2 separate regions of the Hordeum vulgare genome follow, and region 2 is linked to region 1. A link is a contact called in public Hi-C data. All regions are on one chromosome and are shown on one strand. Each heading gives the region's core, a stretch centred on a gene start, on an enhancer-like site or on the middle of the called end of the contact. The rest is flanking DNA. Distances are from core to core; before and after follow the strand shown. Region 1 has its middle 41 kb from the start of LOC123396806. Region 2 has its middle 15 kb from the start of LOC123395810.

What was found. A called contact is a pair of places that touch in the nucleus more often than the background predicts.
Region 2: a contact with region 1 is called in a Hi-C map of leaf, with 3 times the contacts expected there. The contact joins two enhancer-like sites. A contact is called at or near these places in 3 of 6 Hi-C or Micro-C datasets (leaf and seedling).

What each region holds. Positions count from the first base shown.
Region 1 is chr5H:416,716,981-416,724,708 of MorexV3_pseudomolecules_assembly, forward strand. No RefSeq gene overlaps it. Among protein-coding and RNA genes, the nearest start is that of LOC123396806, 41 kb to the left of the region's middle. Within about 2 kb of position 2,806, at least 3 of the 3 cell types and tissues checked have open chromatin away from gene starts, as enhancers often do. A contact at or near this core is called in leaf and seedling, where this site is marked.
Region 2 is chr5H:417,222,050-417,229,777 of MorexV3_pseudomolecules_assembly, forward strand. No RefSeq gene overlaps it. Among protein-coding and RNA genes, the nearest start is that of LOC123395810, 15 kb to the right of the region's middle. Within about 2 kb of position 3,987, at least 3 of the 3 cell types and tissues checked have open chromatin away from gene starts, as enhancers often do. A contact at or near this core is called in leaf and seedling, where this site is marked.

The DNA.
Region 1 (7,728 bases), core at 1,556-4,055:
TCAGCTGGGCCATCACAAGTGTTCATCTCATCCATGCATATACGCAACCTTTGCAATATCTTACACATCCTTTGTGCGTTGCTCCAGTCTTTAGGTGAAGGTGCATATCCGCAGTTCAGAAACCGCACTGCTGAAGGGATGTGGCCCTTTGTATACTTAGAACACTTTGTGGATTTCTCCATGGTTTTGTGAAGTTCATCCATCCCCACATGTATGACCTGATTAAGTAGATGAGTTGGACACCGTATCACAAAAATGCTATGGTTTGCAGACATAGATGATGTATGGTTTGCAGACATAGATGAATTACGATTTGCAGACATAGACGAGAGAAGGTTCCATTCTTGGAGACTGGCTTTGAGATCTGAAGCAACTGAATCATCCAGAAATGCCTCGTCCAGTGTAATGCTGAAAACCTTGTAACGAAGACCCCAATTTCCAATAGAATACAGTATATCCTGGCTCAATTGTTTTGCACTGCAGGAAGGATCAACCGAATGAAACCTGATGATATGAGACTGCTTCTCCCATTCATCATCAATGTAATGAACACTCAAGCACAGGAACGCTGAGGTCAGATCATAGTGCCACACATAAGCACTCAAGCAGACCCGACTGCGCAAAGCTGCCAACTTTTCCTTCAGCTTGGTCTTTTCTTTGTCGAACAGTTCCTTCGAGTACCTGTACATGTCAACTTTGGCCGGCATCTTGACCATAGGATTCAAGCTAGCAACAAACTTAGTGAATCTATCATGGATCTTTATCGATGGCGGGTACCCGTGCACAGAAAATATCCTGACAAGTTCCTCATGGGGCTCAATCTGACCAACCTCCGGATCCCTCTGGTTCATGTCAGTGGGAATTTCCTGGTCAGGCACTGTAAGTTCCTCATGCGACTGATTCTTTCGATCTTTGTCAGTGGGAGTATCACATGAAGCAAGATTCTTCCGCTCATGTGTCGCAAGTTCCCCGTGAGACAAATTCTGACCAACCTTCTGACCTTCCTCATTCGTATCGGCAAGAAGAATGTGAAGCAGGACAGGAGCCTTCTTCTGGGGCAATACCTTTGCTGTGTCTGATGATTTATTTTGGCCGGTTGACAAGAACGGGGGCTTCTGTTGCATTGGCCTCTTCTGGGCACCAGGGGTGCACTTGGCCTGGTGCTTCTGCAGGTTGCCGGTGCCGCTGCTTAAGACCTGGTGGCAGTGCATGCACTCGGCCCTCGCGAGCTTACCGTCGATGTAGATGGGTGTGAAGTCATCCCATACTTTGGACCTGAGCCTTTTCAGCTTTCGACCCGAGAACACTGGGACAGGGGCGCTGCCCGTGCTTTCCTCTTGTTCATCCATGACGTTGGAATTGCCAGGCTCATCTTCTATGCCTACGCATCAAGAAAGGCAGAAGCTGTGAGTAATGGAGTCACTTGGGTAAAACATGTTTCCACCTGAAACTTGTCCTAGTGTAATTGGACAGAAATGTTGCAAAGAGAAGGTGACTGAACAGACAGACACATCACATATCTAACGAAAACATGGAACAAGGCATCAAACCAAATGCGGCACAAGATTACTTTTCCATGAGCGGCGCAACACTGATAGAATTGGTTGGTGCAGGGGACTTGAACACATCAGATTCATGAGGGAAGCAGACGGGCGACATCGGAACCGTAGGGCGACAGACACTAATCACAATCTTGCAGAGCACAGTAGCTACCAACAGTGTTCAAGCAGACGGAGATGTTTACTTCGACAGACATATTTGGTGAACACGTGCTACAGGAACATGTCATCTACTGTACTTGCTTCAACCCGTATGTTATAGCGTAGAACATTACCATCACACTCCTGATCCATACCTGCACACCAAGCGAAACCAAACGGATCAGCGCATTTATTTTTCCCCAACCGCATCGCATTCCTCGACAGGAACGATCCAAGGGAGAAACCAGAAGTGCGATCCGACGAAGGGGGAGAAATAAGAAGTAGCGGCGCGTAATCTTCTAGCAAGAAAAAGAAAACTAAGAAGAGCGTACCGATGCTCGCAATCCCAGGGCACCCGCGCCGATCGGATGCAACGGGACCTCGGAGTATGTATTATCCCTCCGCCGCGGCTTGCTTCTCCCTGGACCTCGGACGAGACGGCGAGGGCGGAGGGGAATCGAGTTTTTTTTTCTTTTCCGATCTCGGTGGGCGGTGGCGGAAGAAACGAGAGGGAAACTGAGGGAAGTGGCGAAACATTCGCGCCGCCGCTTTTCCTCTCCCTAAGCCATCCTGGGCTGAAATTCCTCGGGAGCCCATATCTCAAAGGCTAAAACCTTGCAGAAGCAACCCAGCAATTTCCGTTCGGGCCGAACCAGCTGGGCTTTTTTCGTAACTGTACAAAACACACACAAAAAAATCCTAGTGTACTAGGAACAAGTGCGATAACCCGTCCACGAGTTGTCTCAAAAGGAAAAAAAAAAAACGTCCACGAGTTAGGTAGCGCAGTGGGCGGTGGAGTGGTAGCACGTAGGGACTGCGATGCACTCTAGTCTAGCGGGTCAAGATTACACACACACACACACACACTACCTGGCGACGCAGCCTGTCGCGCTTTCCCGGGGCAGCGCACGCTGGCAGCTGCCATGCCATTGCCACATCCACTAGTGTTTCGTCTTTCGTAGCAGTCGGCCGCTACAGGCCGAGGCTACAGCGCACGCATCCTCATCTCGTCGCGGCAACAAAGCAGATGCGGCACCGCAGAGTACTGCACGGGGATCTGAGTCTGAGCCTGTCTGTCCGTCGCGCGAATTACGCCTCCTCACGTCTCATCTCATCTCCAGATCTCCTAGTGCGCGCGCGGCCAAGATTTGCCCGGCTTTCCTGTGCACGGGGCCGGCCCATCATCAGCCGGATGATTAGTTAGCGTGCGCTGCATGCCATTATTACGATGACCTCCGTTTCAAAAAGAAAAATTACGATGACCTGCATCTGTCCCTTTAATCTCTGGTGGCGGCCAAAGGGTCGGAAAGGAAAGGAGAAAGGAAGGACAACCAAAGCGGGGTGGCGTCGTGGTCGTGGGCATGGGATTCCGGCGCGACGCTGCTGGCTCGCCGTGCGTCTCCGACCCCGAGTGATGGTGACGCCCTGATGATCGAGACGGAGACCCTTTGGCTTGTGCGCGAGTGTCGTGTGTAGCATCGTGGTGCGTATCTCCCACCCCTCTCCTCTGTGTAGGTGGTTTCCGTGTCATGATTGGTTCTGATGGAGATACGGGGGGATGTGCTGCTGCGTATTGGGACGCACGCGCGACGGTACTCGGTGCTCGCGTCTCTACGCGGGGGAGCAAATGTCATCCTTCCTCCGGACGTTTTGTAGTAGCCGTGGTATGCTTCATCTATGCCGGACTTTTAAATCCGGGCCGAGTGCCGTGGTATACTTCACCTACAAATTGTCAAATTCGAAGCATCTACAACCCAAACTCTTAAACTCGGTCTCTCAAACGATCACGAACGCGCCCACAACTCAAATAATGCATTATATATTTGGATATCTCAAATTCATACTAACATGTAACGTAAACCTAATACTAAGCGGAGCTTGTCCGGCATGACCATGTCCGACGGTTGGACGCGCCCCTCATTCTGTCGGTCCGGTCATCGACGCGATATAGTAGGACATGGGACACTAGCCGGTCCACGGGAGTCGAGCTCCCGCCATCTCCCACGCCCTATTATTTCTCGTTGGAGCCCGTAGCTCGGACGATACCAAACAACGTGAGGTCGATGACGGATCCTTCATCGGAGGAGTCGACTTCTATCATGACGCGGTTGTGGTGCCCGCACCCGTGCAACATACGGGGCGCCAGAGAGTGTGACTCCACCTCTCCAATATCCGTCGTCGCGAGGGCCTCCACTGCATCATGTGCCCGCTGCCTCATCCGGCGGGCATTGCCGCGTCATGACATCGTCCGAGGTCAGCCATGCTTCGTGCTCGGTGCGCCAACGAAGGGGTTGCGCTTCCGTCACGATGTTCGGACGCCAGACGAATCGCACCGCCTCGGGTGAGGCAACAACGCCGGATCCAAGCACCGGTTGTGCGGAAGCAATGGATTACCTGTTGGAAATATGCCCTGGAGGCAATAATAATTTAGTTATTATTATATTTCTTTGTTTATGATAATCATTTATTATCCATGCTATAATTGTATTGATTGGAAACTCAAATACATGTGTGGATACATAAACAACACACTAACCCTAGTGAGCCACTAATGGACTAGCTCGTTGATCAAACATGGTCAAGGTTTCCTGTCCATAGACATGAGTTGTCATTTGATAACGGGATCACATCATTAGGAGAATGATGTGATGGGCAAGACCAAAACTATGAACGTAGCATGTGATCGTGTCAGTTTATTGCTACTGTTTTCTGCATGTCAAGTATCTATTTCTATAACCATGAGATCATGCAACTCCCGGACACCGGAGGAATGCCTTGTGTGTATCAAGCGTCACAACGTAACCGGATGACTATAAAGGTGCTCTACAGGTATCTTCGAAGGTGTCTGTTGGGTTTCCGTGAATCGAGACTAGGGTTTGTCACTCTGTATGACGGAGAGATATCTCTAGGACCCATCCGGTAATACAAAATCACAAGAAGCTTGCAAGCAATGTGAGTAAGAAATTAGTCACGGGATCTTGTATTACAAAACGAGTAAAGTGACTTACCGGTAACAAGATTGAACTAGGTATGGAGATACCGACGATCGAATCTCGGGCATGTAACATATCGATGGACAAAGGGGAATAGAATATGGGATTGATGGAATCCTTGACATCGAGGTTTGACCGATAAAGATCTTCGTACAATATGTAGGAACCAATATGGGCATTCAGGTCCCGATATTGGTTATTGACCAAAGAGTGTCTCTATCATGTCAGCATAGTTCTCGAACCCGCAGGGTCTGCACACTTAAGGTTCGGTGACGATATAAGTATAGTTGAGTTGTTATGTTGGTGACCGAAGGTTGTTCGGAGTTTCGGATGAAATCACGGACATGACGAGGAGCTCCAGAACAGTCCGGAGGTAAAGCTTGAAATATGGGGATAATAGTGTTTGGTCTCCGGAAGGCTTTCGGAATTCACTGGAAGGGGTTTCATATGTTTCCCGAAATGTTTGGGTACGAGAACACTTTATTTGGGCCAAGGGGTAAAGCCCACGAGGCTTTAGGAAGATGCAAAAAGAGTTTTGCGAAGGCCAGGACCAGACGCCAGGGACCCTGACGTCTGGGGCTAGATACCAAGGACCCTGGCATATGGTCCTGGAGTCCGAGGAGGACTCTTGCCCTGCGTGCCAAACCGACTTTGAGGAGGCTCTTTCTCCAAGAAATGATCCCTCGGCTCAACATATAAATAGAGGGCCAGGGATAGCACCCGGAACACATCAATATTTCCCCAAGCATCCTCCATCATAGTTTTCGTTGTGCTTGCGAAGCCCTGCGGAAATAGTTTCACCACCACCGGCACCACGTCGTCGTGCTGCCGGAACTCATCTGCTATTTGCCCCTCTTGCTGGATCAAGAAGTCAAGGACGTCATCGAGCCGTAAGTGTGCTGAAATCAGAGGTGTCGTCTGTTCGGTGCTAGATCGGGATGGATCGTGATGGGATCGCAGAAAAAATTGCGATTTGGATGGCGGAGACGTTCGACTACATCAACCGTGCTATATACGCTTCCGCTTAGCGATCTACAAGGGTATGTAGATACAACTTCCCCTCTCATAGATGTTAGTCTCCATAGATTGATCTTGGTGAGCGTAGCAAATTTTTGTTTCCCATGTGACGTTCCCCAACATTACCAGCTGTAACGCCCAAGATGCGATCCTATCCTCAATTTGGCACGAGGACCTCGTCAGGGATAGAAGCGCATCTCGTCGTTTCGCAAGAATGGATATCGTTACAAGTACATGTACTGAAAAGATGAGATACATAGAATTGGCTTACACTCGCCACAAGCAACATAAGAGTCACAACCGTACAATACATAAATATCACGAAGAAGAGCAGGGTCCGACTACGAACGAAAAGAAACAAGAAAAGAAGAACGACGTCCATCCGTGCTATCCCAAGCTGCCGGCCTCGAACCCATCCTAGATCGATGAAGAAGAAGAAGAAGAAGAAGCAACTCCAAATGAACAATAAACGCGCTCGCGTCAAGTAACCTTTACCTGTACCTGCAACTGGTGTTGTAGTAATCTGTGAGCCACAGGGGACTCAACAATCTCATTTCCAAAGGTGCCAAGACTAGCAAAGCTTAATGGGTGAGGTATGGTTAAGTGGAGAGGTTGCAGCAAGCGACTAGCAGTTATTTAGTGGCTAACTTACGAGTAAAAGAATAAGGAGGGGGATGATCTACGCATAACGGACGTGAACTACATATGATCAAATGAATGATCCTGAACACCTACTTACGTCAACCATAACCCCACCGTGTCCTCGATCGGAGAAGGAACTCAAGAAAGAGACAGTCACGATTAGGCACCCAGTTGGCATATTTTAATTAAGTTAACTTCAAGTTATCTAGAACCAGTGTTAAACAAAGTTTCCACGTTGTCACATAACCGCGGGCACGGCTTTCCGAAAAGATTTAACCCTGCAGGGGTGCTCCAACTAGTCCATCACAAATTACCACAAGCCGCATAGAAATCCTCGATCACGAAGCTCGCAATCTCGTCGGACTCCTTAGTGGAAAACCTCAACTCCGAGATTACCCAAAGCATCACCGGAATCCCGATGCACAAGATATCTCGTCAAAGGTAAAACTAATCCAGCAAGGTCACCCGGTGTGTCGACGAACCCGATAGGAGCCGCGTATCTCGTTCTCAGGACACACCGTCTATGCATAGTGGACGGTAGCCAAACCTCGAGTTGCCCCGAGGTGGCACCGCCGACTACTAGGTGGGTGGACCAACACTCATGAGGGGCACTGGCCCGGGGGTTGATTAAATTACTCCGCGGGTGCCGGCGGGTCCCTATGCATTATTATTAGGTTATTAGGCAAATGTAGTACCAAAGTTGTGCCTTGCCAGACCAGCTTTAATCTAAAACGAATTATCAAGGGGGTCCCCATAACAACCCCGATCGTGTTAGGAGCGCTCCTTTATGGAACATAACACCGGTATCCGAAACTAAGGGGGCAAAGGTGGAACAAAACACCAGGCTAGAAAGGCCGAGCCTTCCACCTTTTACCAAGTATATAGGTCCATTAAATTAAATAGCATTTAATAGGGTGATATAACAAGGAACCCATGTTATCACACGGAAGCAACTGCACCTGCAACTAGAAACGCTAACACATGGTTAAGCAAGCAATATCATAGCCAATCAGTGGTTTGCTAGGTTGTGAACAGGTTGAAGGTTTTCATGGCATTGTTGAGAGGCTGATATTTAACAGGTGGTAGGTAACGAGACATAGCGACAAAAACGATAATACTAGCATGGCAATGATAGTAATGGTATATGGGGAAATGGTCATCTTGCTTGAGATCCCGCCAAGAAGAAGAATGACTCCGTGAAGCAGACGAACCGATGTAGTCGAACGGGTCCTCACAATCCGACACGCTTGCGGAACTCTATCGAGACGAAGCAAACCGGAAACAAGAATCAACACACGATATTCACCACAAGATGCACACCACATATGATGCATGAACGGAGAATATGCAAGACATGGCATGACAATTCACAACAA
Region 2 (7,728 bases), core at 2,737-5,236, 510 kb after region 1:
AGCACAGACAGATGATGTCTGAACTCCCTTCTGCTTCACCCATTCTGCGTGTGGCTGAAGCACATCGATTTGTAGTTTACCGAATCGGCAACCAGCAATCCCAGCAAAAAGCAATGGCATATGACCGTCGCAAGTTAGTGGGAGAAATCTTTGCTCGTCACTGCTGAAGTAATTCAGTTCAACAACATCGGCATCACTCCAGGGATAGGTGTTTCTTAGCTCAGCTTGCAAATCTTTGAAAGATATGCTGGTTTCTACCACTTTGGGATAAAAAATGATGAAATCAAATGCGGTTTAGTACCACGCAGCACACTAGTTTCCATTCTAATCGCCAGCCGGAAAACCAGCGCGGGATCAATCCTATTTTGTTGAAGGAAATAAAGGCTTCAGTTAGCCGGGTAAAATCGAGCACAAATTCGAACGATTCAAGCAAACAGAAGTCAAATACGGCCTACAATACGACTTAGAACGTCAAGTCGAGAGGAAACAATGCTTACCCAGGTTTAATCCATGAATTATCTGCCGCGGATTCGACCCAATCCTCTCTACGGTCGACTGCATTCCGGGCGTCCTCACTCAACACCGCCATGTAATCCTAGATGGGGAGGTGGGCTATATCTGGCGGAGACGCGGCGTCGCCGACAAACGGAAAGGGGCATAGGGTGGAGGAAACAACTACGGTGGACGCGGCACGACGTCGGCGGAGGAGGCGGGGCGGGGCAGTGCAGTGCGGCCTGTCTAGATATGTTTCAGATTCAGACAAGCTGCCCAATACGTGTCTCCTTGCGGTCCCACCCGTCAGCAAGCAACAGTCAGACGAAGACTCGGCCCCACTCGTCAGCAATTAACGGTCAATGGACGATCAAGACGACAAACGGCCGCTATGAGCATTTGTGAGAGTTTCAGCTAAGGAAGAAGGGAAAAGTGAGCAAACGTTTGGAGCGTGGGGAAAAGTGAGCACAACTAAGGAACCAGGGGCACTAATTTAAATATCCCTTGAATATTTCATGATGGAAATGGTCATAATAAGTTACCATCTGGCTGCCACGACCCCTTGAACGACCTCTAGCTGGTATTTTATCTTCCATATTTGGCACAACAATATTATGCGCAAAACAAAAGCCCTTTGTATCTTCCAAAATCTCATCCCATCCAGAGTTCCTTATTTTCTCAACTTCCTTCAATGTAGTACCAATCAGGCCTACAGCACGCACAATATTTTGATCTTTCCTTTGCAAGCATGTTGATAGATCATTAGTCTTTCCAAGAATTCTGATCATAAGATGCATAATAAATATAAACTCAAAGCTTTCCATTTTTTCCAACAAACCTGAAGCTGTGGTCTTTTGTGTTGCATTAGTGGCATCGTCACTTAAATTCTCTAACACATGTAGGACAGATTTCCACATGTGAACAAGACGACATAAGGTTTTATGGTGAGATCCCCAACGAGTATCTCCTGGCCTTGCAAGATTAGTTTCCTGGTTCTTTCCTCTTCCAGTGAAGATATCACCAGTCTCAAGTTTGTTCAGAAGTTCATCATGCTGACTTTGCAATAGTTTATCTTTTCTATGACAAGAAGCATTAACCGTGTTGACAATCATGCTAGCATAGTTAAAGAAGTCCAAGACAGAGGAAGAACATTTAGCAACAGAAACAACCACTAGCTGCAACTGATGGGCAAAACAATGGATATAAAAGGCATATGGGTTTTCATCTAATATGTGTCTTTGCAAACCATGGAATTGTCCCCTCATATTTGATGCCCCATCATAACCTTGACCTCTCACATTAGAGATGGATAAACCAAGAGATTTTAACATACCATCCAAAGCTATCTTTAGGGAAACGGATGTCGTGTCTGGAACATGCTTCACACCAACAAACCTCTCTAGCACCTGTCCCTGATTGTTGACATGCCTACATAGGGAAATAAGAACATGATTAGCATAAATTTGAATCACTCAAAGAGTAGAAAGATAAATTTCATAGTAGCTAACCTCAAAACCAAGGCCATTTGTTCTTTGATAGATGCATCTCGTGCCTCATCAACAAGTACAACAAACTTTTTATCCCCAATGTCATCAATAATAGCTTTGGTTGTAACATTAGCAGAAGCTTTACAAATCTGTTTTTGAATTTTTGGTGCGGTCATTTGATGGTTCCGAGGAGCATTGTCAAGCAATTTTGCAGCCTTTTCATCTTTCCCTTTATACCATTTCAACATTTCAAGAAAATTCCCCCTATTGTTTGAGCGAGAAGACTCGTCATGCCCACGAAAAGCAAGAGCTTGCAATAGCAAAAACTTTGCAATGCCTATCATAATTGTCATGCGAGCTTTATATTCTTCCTCCTCCTTCTTGGTGGTTGCTGCCAACACATAATCCACACCTTGCCGCTGATTTCTGAAAGCCTCACAATATTTCCTAGCTTTATTATGAGCACTATTAATATCCTTACCAACATGAAGATCACAGGCTTCAATCCCATTCTTCCAAAAAGTAAAACCAACCCTTGTAAATGATTATGTACCAAAATTTTCTGCCCGTGGTTGCTTAAAGAGAAAACAATAGAAACAAAATGCAGTGTCATTAGCTACACTATATTCCAACCAATCATACCTTTTGAACCATTTATCCTGAAATCTCCGCATCTGGCTTCCAATTAATTTTGCAGGATATTTATGACCAACTGGTTGACATGGACCCATTACCAAATACTCTCTTCTAGCAGCATCTCTGACATTTACATCTAGCTCCGAAATCGGTTTCCGAAGTCCAGGATCCGCAATAATGTCATCTGGATTAAGCTCATCGCTCTCCTCTTGGCTGCTAGTGCTAGTGTTATCATCTTCTGGTTCTGGATTAGCAACAATGTGAGGACTAAGTTGTTGTTGTTGGGGAGGAACTGTATGTTCAGGAACCGTCCCACTACCACCAACATTCGTACCGGATTCTTGAGCACGAGAAGATTGACTCGAATTGGCAACTTGTGAAACAGACCGGAAATAAGATGATAGAGGTCTTGATGAAAAAGGATTTGCCCTCTTTGTCCCCTTCATTTTTCTGTAATCGGACGGCTAAAATTAGTTCTCTACCAGTCTACCTAATCAGGCAATCAGATATATACCAGAATTGAACTTCGGTTCTTTACAGTTCATACCTTGTTCAGTTCAGTTGTGCTGACCCCCTGGATGCGTCTACGTACTTGCAGGCGACAGCGTTCAGGTCTGGAACCAGACGAGTTCAAGACGGGGCGAGCAGTGCAGACGAGTCTCCGTCGGCGGTGGCGGCGCGATCAACTTGAGAGAGCGGCAGGCCGGCGGCCGCTGGGCGGTGACGAGATTTAGATCGGTGACGGCGGTTAGATCGCTGCCGAGAAAAAGGCAAGCATCGAGCTGACTCCCTCACGAAACGGATTGTCGATCGTACGTGGCTACGTGCTAGGAGTCGGTCCCGTAATCCCGTTTTCCTGATTGCAACGCTAGGTCGCTAGCTCTGGTGGGCTTTAGGATTAGCCCCGGTTAATCTGGCCCAAGGACACGGGCTTTAATCTATATAGGCAGGAATTTTACAAAAATATACAGAACATATATGTATACTTGGAGTGCTACGACCGGGGCTGTAGCCCGGGCTGCCCGGCACGTAGATCCGCCCGCCACTGGTTGAAAGTGTTGGCTCTCTTGACGGAAGCAGCTAGGGTTCCTGGTGGCTAGCTTGCATCAAGAAGCTCGCGTACGGAAACATCCGTATGGACTCAAATTATTCTTGCGTAAACCGAGACCGAGAGGCAGGAATGCAGTCCGCATGAGGCGTCGTTGTCTCGTTTCAGAAGGGAAAGAAAGAAACTCTGCACGAAAATCACACTGAATAATAACTAGACGTAGAGCGTGGGCCTGTTTGCGCAAGGGTTTACCCTCTGGCGTGTGGGGACATAGGGGGGGGAAGTGACCAGGGCAAGGCAGGCAGGCAGGCAGAGACCACTTCAAGCGAGCCGCGACGCCATGATTGGTCCCCCGGGATAGTCAAGATCTACTCGAGCCAGCCCATCCGCTGGCCATAGCCTTTGGCGATACCGAGCGATCCGGGCCGTGCTTGCTCCGATGGCCATGGACATGGAGCGAGACTAGTCATGCTCAGCTCAGTCAGAGAGGGAGGAATGACGCGGCCCTCCACTGCTCACGGGTCATGTTGTGGCTGTCAGGCAGGGGATGGCCACGCAGGGCCTGCGCGTCATCTCATCTCCGGCTTTGGTGCTTCCACAGTCTGAGTCCACACGGGGTGGGACGCGCCGCACCTCACGGATTTCGTGCGGATGATACTACTGTGCTGTCACTGCCTGCCCCTGCGCGCGTACGGTACGGCCTGAATTCAGTGCTCGGTTCCGTGCGGGCTTCGCCGGAAGGAAACCTTTGCGCCCTTTCTTTTTTATTAGGTAACAGCACCCATATCCTACAACTTGCACACAATGTGATGGTTTGATTCTGGAACTTGTAAAGTGCACATATTTCATCCTAGAACTTGCTCCTCTTGTGCAGTTTTAGTCCACAACGAATCACAGCGCGCCAAGTGAACAGAGTGGGGCAGTGTTGGTTGTTTTATAAAGTAGCCCTTCCATTTGTCAGTTATTAATCAACACCCAGACCGTTTCAAATAGCACCTGAATTAATTAAAGCCCCTCCTCTCTCTGCTTACTTACCCCTAGTGGCATCACACTCCCGTCGCTGCCCCTCTCACACTCCCGTCGCTGCCCCTCTCTGTTTTTTTTCTTCCCTCAGCCTCTGTGTTGTTCTTCTCCCCAAGAAGGTCCGCGCGTGCACCAATGGTATCCTGGAGCGAGGGATCATACTCCTCCTCGGACAGCGACATCAGCAGCCCGGTTAGCTCATGTTCTTCTCCTCCTCCTTCATTTAGGGTTTGCACATTGGGGATTTCCTCACCAGATTCTATTTTAGGCTCCTCCATGCATTTTATGCGTGGAATGGACAGGCCTAGCTACAGATCTAAGTGCTAGATGTGAACATGAAGCCATTTGTGAGAAATATGTTGCCTTTCAGTCAGTGGATAGTGGCAGAAGGTTCTTAGGTTGTGCACAAAAGGTTAGTGGATTATCAGATCTACACAAATTTTCTATACTCTGCTTGTTCAAAACTTGTTTATGTAGCTGAGATGTACAGCTTGCGCACAAAATGTTTTCATGTAACCTTGTTCATAATGAATCAGGTTTTATCTATCTTAGTAATGTGCAAAAGATGTTATTCCTAAATATGAATTCAGATAGCAAAATGTCAGATAACAGAATGTTAATTATTCACATAGTGAATCAGGTTTTTTGTCTTAGTAACAGAATGTTTATCTATCTTAGTAATAGTCAGAATGTTTAATTCATATAAGTTAGAGAAAGATCTTTCACATAAGTTATTCAGATAATTCAGATAATGTTTAAGCCACCTTATTCAAATAACTGAAATGTCTTTCTTTTTTGTATTCCGTAGGAAGGACCTAAATGTGGATATGTGGAGTGGGTTGACCCAGAGTGGCCTCCTCAGTTGAAGACTACACTGGGTAGGCTGTGGGACATGTATGAAGATGAGAACAAGATTAGGCTTTCTCATAATCTTGCAAATGCAGAAGGAATTTTTAAGGTGCTGAAAGAGAAGGAGAAGATGGAAAAAGATCTAAGGTTTTTCAAGCTTGATTTTGCTAAGATGGTAGCTGACAAAGAGCAAGCATTGGCTCAGGTAGGAAACAAACAGATTGCTCTTAGTGACCTAAAGGAAGAGTTAGAGAAGAAGAAGATTTCAGACAAATCTGCCACAAATATTCATCAAGTATTTAGGGCTAAGGCAGAGAAAGAGCTTGAGCTGATTAAGCAAGAGCTTGAGCTCATGAATCAGGAGAGGGGAAAACAATGAAAGAGAGGGATGAGGTAATGCAAGAGATGGACAAAGTGATGCAAGAGAGGGATGAGTTGAAGAAAGAGAAAAAGAAATTAGAGTACATGATTGGTGACCTATTCAAGCATAAGGAAGAGACAAAATCAAAGATAAGGAAGGTCAGGGAGATATTAGATGAATTTCAGTGATGAATGGATGTATTATTTGTTGAGACCTTAGTAATGTTGGCTTATTTGGTGAACCTATATCATGTAACTGTGATATTAGATGAATTTGATCAATTCCAACAGCACTAAGAAGAACTCCTTTGAATCTTGTTTTCATGTGACAACCATCAATAAATAGAATGGGTCTACAACCTTTTAGCCACCCTCTCTTACATGCATCATATGACCAGTACAATGTTTTCAAACATTTCCTGCCCAATGGAAATTTTATATCTTTCACCAGTGTAGTTGTCAGAAGAAATGTAGAGCTAGGGTTTTTGCTCCTTAACTCATGGCCACAATCCCATAGCCTACTAAACTGTTCTTCCTCATCACCATGGACCTGCTTAAGTGCTTGTGTTCTAGCCCTAGCTAACTTCCATCTGTTAGGAGTAACATTAAACTCCTTAGTTATTTTCCTTGCAAATGTTTCAAGTGACATCTTATGGTCATCTCTGAATTCTTCAATGAATGTCTTGCACAGGAATGTAGCTGTCAAATCCTTTAACTTCCATTTTTTTGACACAAATGCAATGGATTCAATGCCTTGATCACAAATCCTCCAGTCCTGTTATCATTGCCAACCTTGACCATCCATGGGCACCCTGGCTGACAAATTGCCTCTAACCTTATCCTGTCATTCTTCACCTTCCTAATTTGCACTCTGTTTCTTATTGCATATGTAGTTAAAGCTTTTCTCATCTCAACCACATCAGCAAATACCATACCCACAGTAAAAACAGGGCATTTCATGTCCACCTTTGCATTGAATGTTGTGAACTTGTACTTAAGTTGTTCTTGTTGTTCAATGGAGAGGTTCAGATCTTCATCTTCAAGTAAATAGTTAGGCTCAACATCTTCCACATCTGGCTCAGCTTCTTCATCAACATCATAGTCAATGTTGTCTTCATACAGATCATCATCTCCATCATGAATGTCATAATCACTATCATTCATATCTGATTCTTCCAACAACACAACATCAGTCAGCAAAGGATGGGCAGCATCATTCAGCAAGTTTGAGTCTGCAAAAGCATCAGTCAGCAAGTTTTGCTCTGCACCTACATCATTCAGCAAGTTTGGCTCTGCACCAGAATCTAACAGTAAGTTTGGCTCTGCACCAGCTTCAGTCAGTAAGTTTGGCTCTGCACCAGCATCAGTCAGTAAGTTTGGCTCTGCACCTTCAGTAAGCACATGTGTGTGTACAACATCAGTAACAAGATTTGTAGCGTCATTAAGAAAATTGTGTGCTTCTGTGCTAGCTTCTGCAACCTCTGAAATTGGATTATCAACATTCAAACAAATGATGGTGCCTGAATTGCTTGCATCAACAGAACAGTTGGCCACTCTAACAGGGCTTTGAAATGATGGCTCCTTCAATATCAAATCTTGCCTGAAATTACTAATGAAATCTGAATGGTCAACCATTATTACAAGAACTTTATGATTAGCACTAGCTCTGATCACTTGCTCCAGATCCTCATCACCTGTAATTCTCACCAGGCCATCACATATTTTCTTGTTAGGCAAGCACCAGTAGATGATGTGCTGATTCTTAGGATATCCCAACCAGTTTAGGTGCTCTTCTAGTAATGCATAACTGAAGTTGCCATTATCTAAATAGTC